Linked DNA regions of Anser cygnoides: all the other regions are linked to region 1. Evidence: chromatin contacts called from public Hi-C data. All regions are on one chromosome and are shown on one strand. The core of a region is the stretch at or near the end of the contact, and the rest is flanking DNA. Distances in the headings are between cores, read along the strand shown. Region 1 holds the start of SEC16A (SEC16 homolog A, endoplasmic reticulum export factor). Region 2 holds the start of MRPS2 (mitochondrial ribosomal protein S2). Region 3 holds the start of AGPAT2 (1-acylglycerol-3-phosphate O-acyltransferase 2).

Region 1 (2,665 bases), core at 57-2,556:
TTCATGCCTGTGTAGGGAAATTGTATTTGACAAGCTGGTTTATAAGAATGTTCCTACAAAAGAGGGAGATGAAAGGCACTTTAAAAATCACAGCACTGCCTCTGGTTCCCACACCAGCATCAAAGTGCTGCTTCCCCTGCTCGGACTGGGCTTTGAGGATATTACCCTGCTTTAATGATCAAGCGTGCAGAAACAGCTCTTGCACTGATAATGACCCTTGATTAAGATGTTTGTTTAGGTCATTTGGATTTTCCCCTTCAGGGCCTGTTGTTCGGTGTGGAGTGCGACAATATAGGCACAGTGACCACTGCTTGTGTACAAACTCTGCTAAATGAGACCATTCTCACACGTGAACAATGCCACCCCCCCAAAAAAAGCTTTGTGTTCACGTGAAATAGGCCCTCAGAGCAGCACTGGAACACAAAGAAGAGTCGAGTAAAATCTTTAGACTTGCACATAGCTGTTTGATATTATGCTCCCATCTTATCTGAAATAAAAGAACACTGAACGTGCTTTTTTTTTTTGGAGAAGTGCTTTTTAAAGTCTTTTATTTAATGCAGCACAGAGGTGGCTACGTGCAGAAGGGCTGAGCCGTGGCATCTGTGACACCACAGACTTCGGACACTTGTCCGCCCGTCCTCCACGCCCCCACACAATTAACATCCCCCTCCATAATTAAGCACACTTCACAAATTAAGCCCACGTTATCCGTGAGGCCGGGACCTCGAGGAGGTGAAGGACAGAGGAGTTTTCTTGAATTGCCTCTTTCTCCCCCAAAACAGCTTCGGGTGCTTCAGCAGGCCCCAGGCCGGGGGGGCAGCGTGAGGAAACCCTGGGCAGAGAAGGAGCTGTGTGGGGAAGGAGGGAGGGAAGGAGGAGGGCCAGGAGGAAGGGAAAGAGGGAAGCCAGGAGGGAGGGAGGCCAGGAGGAAGGGCCCGACCGCAGCCCTCTGTCCCGCCCTGGCGGCCGCCTTCAGCACCGCAGCCTCCTGAGAGGGATCACAGCGGGGCCCTGCCCACAGGGGCCGGGCTCGGCTCGGGCTTCATGGAGGAGAAGGAGGGGACCTCCGCGGCCGAGGCCGGGCGGAGCGGGGCCCGAGGGCAGCGAGAAACCGCTGTACCGCCCGGCCGCGCTACGAGCCGCCCCAGCCGGGATTCGAACCCGCGAACTCCCGGCCCGCAGCCGCGCTGCGCCTGCGCCGAGCCACAGCGCCGCGGGGCGGAGCCCTCGCGGAGCCGCTTCCGCCCTCATAAACAAGCGCGTGCGCGCGCGCGCGCCGCCCTGCACGGACCGGCGACGTCATCGCGCGTGCGCGGCGCGACACGTCAGCAGCGGCGGCGGCGGCGGAAGCGGGGGCCGGATGTGCCAAGATGGCGGCCGGGGGGGCCGCGGCAGCGCTGAGGGGGGGCGGCGGCGGCGGCGCCCGGCGCTGAGGGGGCTCCGGCGGCGGCTGGCGGCAGGTACCGCGGGGCGGCCGCGGGGGGGGGGGCCGGGGTTGGGGCGTCGGGAATGGGGGGTTCGGGGGGGGAGCTGGGGGGCCGGGAGGGGGGGTCTCTGCCCGCCGGGGTCCTGCTCGAGGCGGTCGTTACCGGGTATTGCTGGGAGCGAGGCGCTTAAAGCCCGTCTCGTCAGGTGGAGGGCGGTTTTTATTTTCCCTACACCCCGATTACGGAGGTCTGCGTGCTCCGGGGGCAGCGGCTGGCGCTGACTCAGGGGCACGGCCCCCGAAACGCTGGGGTTGGAGCGAGGGGCTCGCGGCGGCCGGCGGAGCCTGGGGAAGGTGCTGGCTGCTTTTATTTCTGCCAGCTGCGAGTCGTATTTTTTGTGGCTTTGGCACTGGGAGGGCTCTCCTCCCAGCACAGCGTTCTCACCTGTAGGTCCCGCGTATAAGAAAGCTGGCAGGGAGCGGCGAGCGCTGCTGAAGGCGCAAAATGCCCTCAGCCCCAGGGCCGTCCGCCTGCAGCTCTCTGCAGCGGGAAGATAAAAACAAACGGCCCAAATGCTGATTTTATACGAGCTGCATATCCCAGCTATTCGTGTCTTTGGCACAGCGGTGCTTTGTTCTATATATTCCTTTCTTTTAGTTAGGAATATCTGAGTACATCTGTTGTTTGGTATAGGCATATGCATGCACAATTGTGTGTACGTACATACAGACACGGGTATAAGCACACTTGAGAATTAATATTAGTGCTCTGTAACCTGTTTTGTGGGCATACTTATTGTTGTTTAAGAGTAATTTATTTAGCATGAATACACGGAGATGGTATTAAACAAATTTCCCCCAGTTGTTCCTTTATATAGGTAAGTTCTCACAGGGGAGTTAAAACCCATCATGACCATAGAGCCTGTCAGGTGGGACTTATTGCTGGCCCTGTCTCGAGGGTAGTTCTAGTTGTTTTTCTCCTCTTTGGTAATATTTTCTTGACGTGGTTGGAAGTACCTTCTGCAGTTGTTGTTTCTAGCGACTAATGTTTGGCAGGCTGCTCTGTATTATCCGTTAAACCTTCGGAAAGTTAAGAATTTCCAAAGCAGATAAGGCAGAGAGTTGGATTGTTCTTAGGTTATGTAATTATTACTCATTTACACAAATTAGCGTTTCTGTTAATACTGGGGGCAGGGAGGGTCAGTGTCTAGGAGCTGATACCTCCTGTTTAAACTCCTA
Region 2 (2,665 bases), core at 73-2,572, 170 kb before region 1:
ACACTGTGGTTGTCATACCGGGTTGCTTACCCACTTAATTCCCTGCGCACAGCCTACGTTTCTGCTGTGACAACAGATTTAGGGTAAGGTCAGTGCTGTTCTTTGCCTGCTTATTTTTTGTAGGGGATGTTTATTTTTTTACCTATGCAGCCAGCACTAAACTGAAGTGGCTTGGTATTGTAGCTGCTGCTGCCACAGCTCTAACAGTACGACGGCCTGCTGGCGTTGTAGCTGGGATGGAAGTTGAGGGTGTCATAGGGGGTGATGAAGTTGTCTGGGCCGGTGACGTGGCTCTTCTCCAGGTAAGTGTTGAGCCCGCTATTTCTGTACATGCCGCACTGCGCCAGAGTGTTCGAAAACGCGTGTGAGGTGACGTGCAAGGTGGTCTGTGGGAAGGAGAAACGGGAGAGAGGATATGATTTAAGTGCCAACATCAGCAGCACCTGCAATTTGCACAAGTCTGGACAAAACTGTAAGGGTTCTTCATCTCAGTGCGCCTCAAGGAGTTCATTGTCAGGGATGTTGCAGACAACAGGGGGTTGAGATGGCTCGGAGGGGCTGGGTCTGCCAGTGGCTGCCGAATGCCATCTCTGAGATGCGGCCACCAAAACCTCCTACCCCAGCTACTTTCTGCAGGAGGGAGGTTTGCTCTGCGTCGGCACGGCTGCTCTTACGGAGGGCATGGACCCGTGAGGAAGAAAATGAACCCAGCACTGGCAGCGTGGTGTCGTTAGCCGCAGACCCTTGGGAAGCTCCAGCTCAGCGTGCCAGCACCAGCTCTCCCTTCCACCCACACTGGGGGGCTTTGTGAACTGGGGGGGGGGGCTTTGCGAGCCATAGCAGGGCCCCATTTCTTGCGTCTGTGCCCCTCTTGCCTTGGGAGGGAGACAAAAGCCCCCCCAGGAGGCCCAAGGGGAGGCCGGGACCCGTTGGAGCCAACCGGGGTCCCAGGGAACCGCTTGGGGCCCGCACCTACCGGCACCTCGTGCACCGTGGGGGCTCTGCTCCCGTAGGCCTGGCTGCTGGTCCGGTACAGGGGGTGCGGCTGCCTGCGGGGGGGGACACAGCGCGTCAAACCGGGCCGGGACCGGGGGGGTTTGGGGGCCGGGGGTTTTGGGGCCGGGGGTTTTGGGGCAGGGGCTGCGCTCACCGGGAGCCGGCGGGGTGCTGCAGGCCCCCGCGGTACCGGGAGCCGGGGCCGGGACCTCCAGGGGCGTCCGGACGGGACATGGGGGCCGGGGGGGGGGTCGGGGGGGACCGGGAGGGACAGGGAAGGACCGGAGGGGGGGGGGGGCAGCGGTACGGGGGGGTCGTGGGGCGGGGGAAGCGGAAGGCTCCGCTCCTCTTCCTCTTCCTCCCGCGGGCTGGGATCATGGCGGTGCCGCGGATCCTGCGGGCAGGTGAGGGGTCGGGCTGTGCCGAGCCGTGCCGAGCCGTGCCGAGCTAAACCGAGCCGAGCCGTGCTAAACCGAGCCGTGCCGAGCTAAACCGAGCCGTGCCCGGCAGTATGACCGCCCTGCTTCTCTCCCCGCAGCAGCCCCCCGGCTCTACAGCAGCCTCCCAGCCCCGGTGCCAGCCCCAGCCCCGGCCCCAGCCGCCCGTTCCCCCGGTCCCGGTGAGTGCTGCCGAGCCCCGGCCCCTTCCCCCGGCCCGGCCCTGCCCTGCCCCGGGGCTTTCCTCCGGCCCCTGCCAGCACGGGAGGGAGGGAGCGATGGTTGGGGGCTTTTGTCCTTCTCCCAGGTGCAGATGACAGGCTGCTCACCGAGCCTCTCAGCCAGCCCGACTTCTTCAACGTGAAGGAGCTCTTCTCCCTGAAAGATCTCTTCAACGCCCGGGTGCACCTGGGGCACAAAAAGGGATGTCGGCATAGGTGAGTGACCCGTCTCGTGATCCGGCACTTGTTCACATCAGGAACTTGTTCACATCAGGAACAGGTTTCAGGTTTCCACAGTCTACCCAAGCCTTTGTGGGTGGCACCAAGCCAGGCAGGGGCTGGGGCAGCGCACACAGCCTCTGGTTTCCATCTGGGCACATTTACTGCCCTACAAAAGCACAGGGACCCCGAGCTGAGCAGGTGTCAGACCCACAGCCCCTCTGCACCCAGGTGGGACAGACACGGATGGATGCTGCACACCAGGGAGCTGCAGAGAGCAGCTGGGAGTTGGGGTGTGGAGCCAGAAATTTCTGCTCGATGTAGCCCCACGTCCCCATGCGTCGCCCGCCCTCTGCCCCCGCAGGTTCATGGAGCCCTACATCTTCGGCTGCCGCCTGGATCAGGACATCATCGACTTGGACCAGACGATGGATCATCTCCAGCTGGCCCTCAACTTCACCGCCCACATCGCCTACCGCAAGGGCATCATCCTCTTCGTCAGCCGCAACCGCCAGTTCTGCCACCTGATCGAGAGCACGGCGCAGGAGTGCGGGGAGTACGCGCACACGCGCTACTGGCAGGGCGGCCTGCTCACCAACGCCCCCATCCAGTTCGGGTCCGGCGTCCGCCTGCCCGACCTCCTCATCTTCCTCAGCAGCCTCAACAACGTCTTCGAGCCCCACGTGGCCATCCGGGATGCCGCCAAGATGAACATCCCCACGGTGGGGGTGGTGGACACAAACTGTAACCCCTGCCTCATCACCTACCCCATCCCTGGGAACGATGACAGCC
Region 3 (2,665 bases), core at 123-2,622, 140 kb before region 1:
AGGCATTACAGCTGCTGAGGGGCGGCGAAAACGCAGCGAGCTGCCCCCTCGTTTTGGTGGCAGCTCACGTGGGAACAGCCCGTTACCTCTGGTGAGCCGAGGGAATGAGTTATTTGTGAAGGGATATCGCTTTTCCTCTGGTTTTCCAGGAGCTGGGAAGTCTGCTGTGCTGATGCCACCAGGACCGCAGCACCAGGGGTGTAAGCCCAACACGCTGCCAGGCCCGCATCCCACCCAGATGAAGTCATTATCATCCACGGGACCGGGATTTTACCATAAAAAGGGTTGCAAAACCTGCTGAAGCCAGAGAAAGGGTTTGTGCTGGTTCCAGCAGACTTCCTTTCATCTCCCTTGCCAGCTTCGCGCCCACAAAGCCGTTGGGCCTGATCCTGACTTCACCCCAGCGCCAGCGGGGGAACTCCCACCCGCCGAGCACGTGGCTCAAGGGTCCTCTGCGGGGAGGCAGGGAAACAGCCAGGGGATGGGGATGGGGCACCACGACGGGTCCCAAAGACCCCAGATGGCACCATGGGGGCACCCAAAGACAGCCCTAAGGGCACCATGAGGGAACCTAAAGACCCCATGTAGCGTCACGAGGGGACCCAAAGACCCTGCATAGGGTCATGAGAGGACCCAAAGACCCCACATAGAGTCAGGAGGGGACCCAAAGACCCCACATAGCATTATGAAGGGACTCAAAGACCCCATATATTGTCACGTGGGGACCCAAAGACCCCACATAGCATTATGAGGGGACTCAAAGACCCCATATATTGTCACGTGGGGACCCAAAGACCCCACATAGCATTATGAGGGGACTCAAAGACCCCACATATTGTCGAGGGGACCAAAAGACCCCACATATTGTCATGAGGGAACCCAAAGACCCCACATAGTCAGGAAGGCACCCAAAGGCCCCACATAGCGTTATGAGGGGCCTCAAAAGACCTCACATATTGTCATGCGGGGACCGAAAGACCCCATATATTGTCATGCGGGGACTCACAAGACGCCACATATGCTCATGCGAGGACCCAAAGACCCCACATACTGTCACAAGGGGACCCAAAGACCCTACAGATTGTCACAATGGGACTCAAAGCCCCCACGTATGTTCACGCAGGGACCCAAAGACCCCACCTAACACCACGGGGGCACCCCAAACCCCCCAACACCGTGCCGTGAAGCACCTCAGGGCCCCCCTCCCGGCTCCACCACAGCCTCCCCTTCTCCCCCCACAGCACCGGGACGGCCCCGGCCCCCTTCCCCGCTCCCTCCCCGCCTGGCTGAGGGCCGGGCCGGGCGGGGAGGCCGGGCAAGGCCGGGCCGGGGCCGGGCCGTGCGCACCGCCCACATAAGGCGGGGGCAACCCACGGCAGGCGGCTGGAGGCGGCCGGGGCTTAGCTCGGCTCGGCTCGGCTCGGCGGGCCCGGGGAGGGGGGGGAAGCAGCATGGAGCTGGGCTGGCTGCTGTGGGGCGCGGCGGTGCTGCTGCTGCTGCACGTCCTGATGGAGCTGAGCCCCGCCGTCAACTTCGCGCTGCGGATCGGCTTCTACTACCTGCTCTTCTTCGTCTGCTCGGCGTTCACGGTGCCCGTCTGCCTGCTGGTCAACGGCGGGCGAACCGTCAAGAACATGAGGCGAGTGCCGGGGCTAACGGGGAGCCCCCCTGGGGGGGGGGGGGGGGGAGCCCCGGGACACGCGTGGGTGGTGGGGAGCCGCGGTTGTGCTGCCCACGCCGCGGGGATGCTGCTGGAGATGGCTCGGAGCACAGACTGGGGGTGGCCTCCAGGCTTTAGGGTGGGTTGGGGGGGCTCGGAGACCCCCTGTCTGCCCCCTGCTCCGTGCTTGGGTTTGGGGACTCCGGCAGGATGATGCTGGGGCTCTCCTTTTGGCATGCCTCTGGTGAAGGCTGGGCGCCAGCAGTGCTTTCTCCTCCAAAAGCGATGGCTGTGCCGTTTAAAAACACCCCCGTGCGCTGCCTGGGGAGCAGCACGAAGAACTTGGCCACCAAGCAGCTGCCCAGGGCGTGCTGGCGGCCTTTGGGTCCTGCCACGGCCATCCTGGGGCGCTCGGTGCTTGGGGACGAGCCCGGGGTGCTCCTGGAGAGGAGCAGCCCCCGTGCGGGTGAAGGCACAGGAGTGTTTTAGGGGCAGGGTTAGCACTTGTGTCTCTGGTGGTTTCTGTCCGAAGTCCTCCCTCTACGTGAGGATTTGTGCTGCCGGTTGCTACCAGGCCCCGCTGTCAGCCCCGCTTCGTTTCTCTTTTTGCCCCGCAGGCTGAGTTCTGTGGGCAGGGAGTGGGGGGGAACTTTTCCTCGGGGGTGAAAGTGGAGCCCCGGTGCCTTGACGCATCCTCGTGGATCAAAGGTTGGGCAGCGTCCCAGCCGGTGGAGCTGGACTTTGGCTGCTTCGGGGTGCGATGCAGCTCCCAGTGCCCCGCGCGGGGCGGAGCGAGCGGTGTCGGGAGGAAGTGCGGCGCGGGACGCGCTGCCTCCTGCGCGCTGCCCTGCCCCGGGCCGTGCTCTGCGATGCGCCCCGATGGCCTGGCCGCGGGCGTTACAAACCACTCCGTGCCCCAGGGTCTCCTGCTCAGCTCAGTCTCGGGCATTGACTTCCTTGGCTTGCTGCGGAGAACCTTTCCAGCGCAAGGTCTCCTCCTCCCAG

What was found. A called contact is a pair of places that touch in the nucleus more often than the background predicts.
Region 2: a contact with region 1 is called in a Hi-C map of liver, with 9 times the contacts expected there. The contact joins the promoter of MRPS2 here to the promoter of SEC16A in region 1. A contact is called at or near these places in 4 of 7 Hi-C or Micro-C datasets (granulosa cells and liver).
Region 3: a Hi-C map of liver shows a contact between it and region 1, with 15 times the contacts expected there. The contact joins the promoter of AGPAT2 here to the promoter of SEC16A in region 1. A contact is called at or near these places in 2 of 7 Hi-C or Micro-C datasets (both in liver).

The regions. Positions count from the first base shown.
Region 1 is chr20:3,285,963-3,288,627 of Taihu_goose_T2T_genome, reverse strand. It overlaps SEC16A (SEC16 homolog A, endoplasmic reticulum export factor), which reads left to right and starts at 1,306. Exons shown (of 34, transcript XM_066980761.1): 1 at 1,306-1,460.
Region 2 is chr20:3,456,391-3,459,055 of Taihu_goose_T2T_genome, reverse strand. It overlaps MRPS2 (mitochondrial ribosomal protein S2), which reads left to right and starts at 1,322. Exons shown (of 4, transcript XM_066980488.1): 1 at 1,322-1,400; 2 at 1,535-1,615; 3 at 1,741-1,870; 4 at 2,238-2,665. The coding sequence starts at 1,373. It overlaps PIERCE1 (piercer of microtubule wall 1), which reads right to left and starts at 1,302. Exons shown (of 3, transcript XM_066980489.1): 1 at 1,151-1,302; 2 at 977-1,049; 3 at 1-386. The coding sequence starts at 1,230. The coding sequence ends at 201.
Region 3 is chr20:3,427,374-3,430,038 of Taihu_goose_T2T_genome, reverse strand. It overlaps AGPAT2 (1-acylglycerol-3-phosphate O-acyltransferase 2), which reads left to right and starts at 1,372. Exons shown (of 6, transcript XM_048052801.2): 1 at 1,372-1,639. The coding sequence starts at 1,452.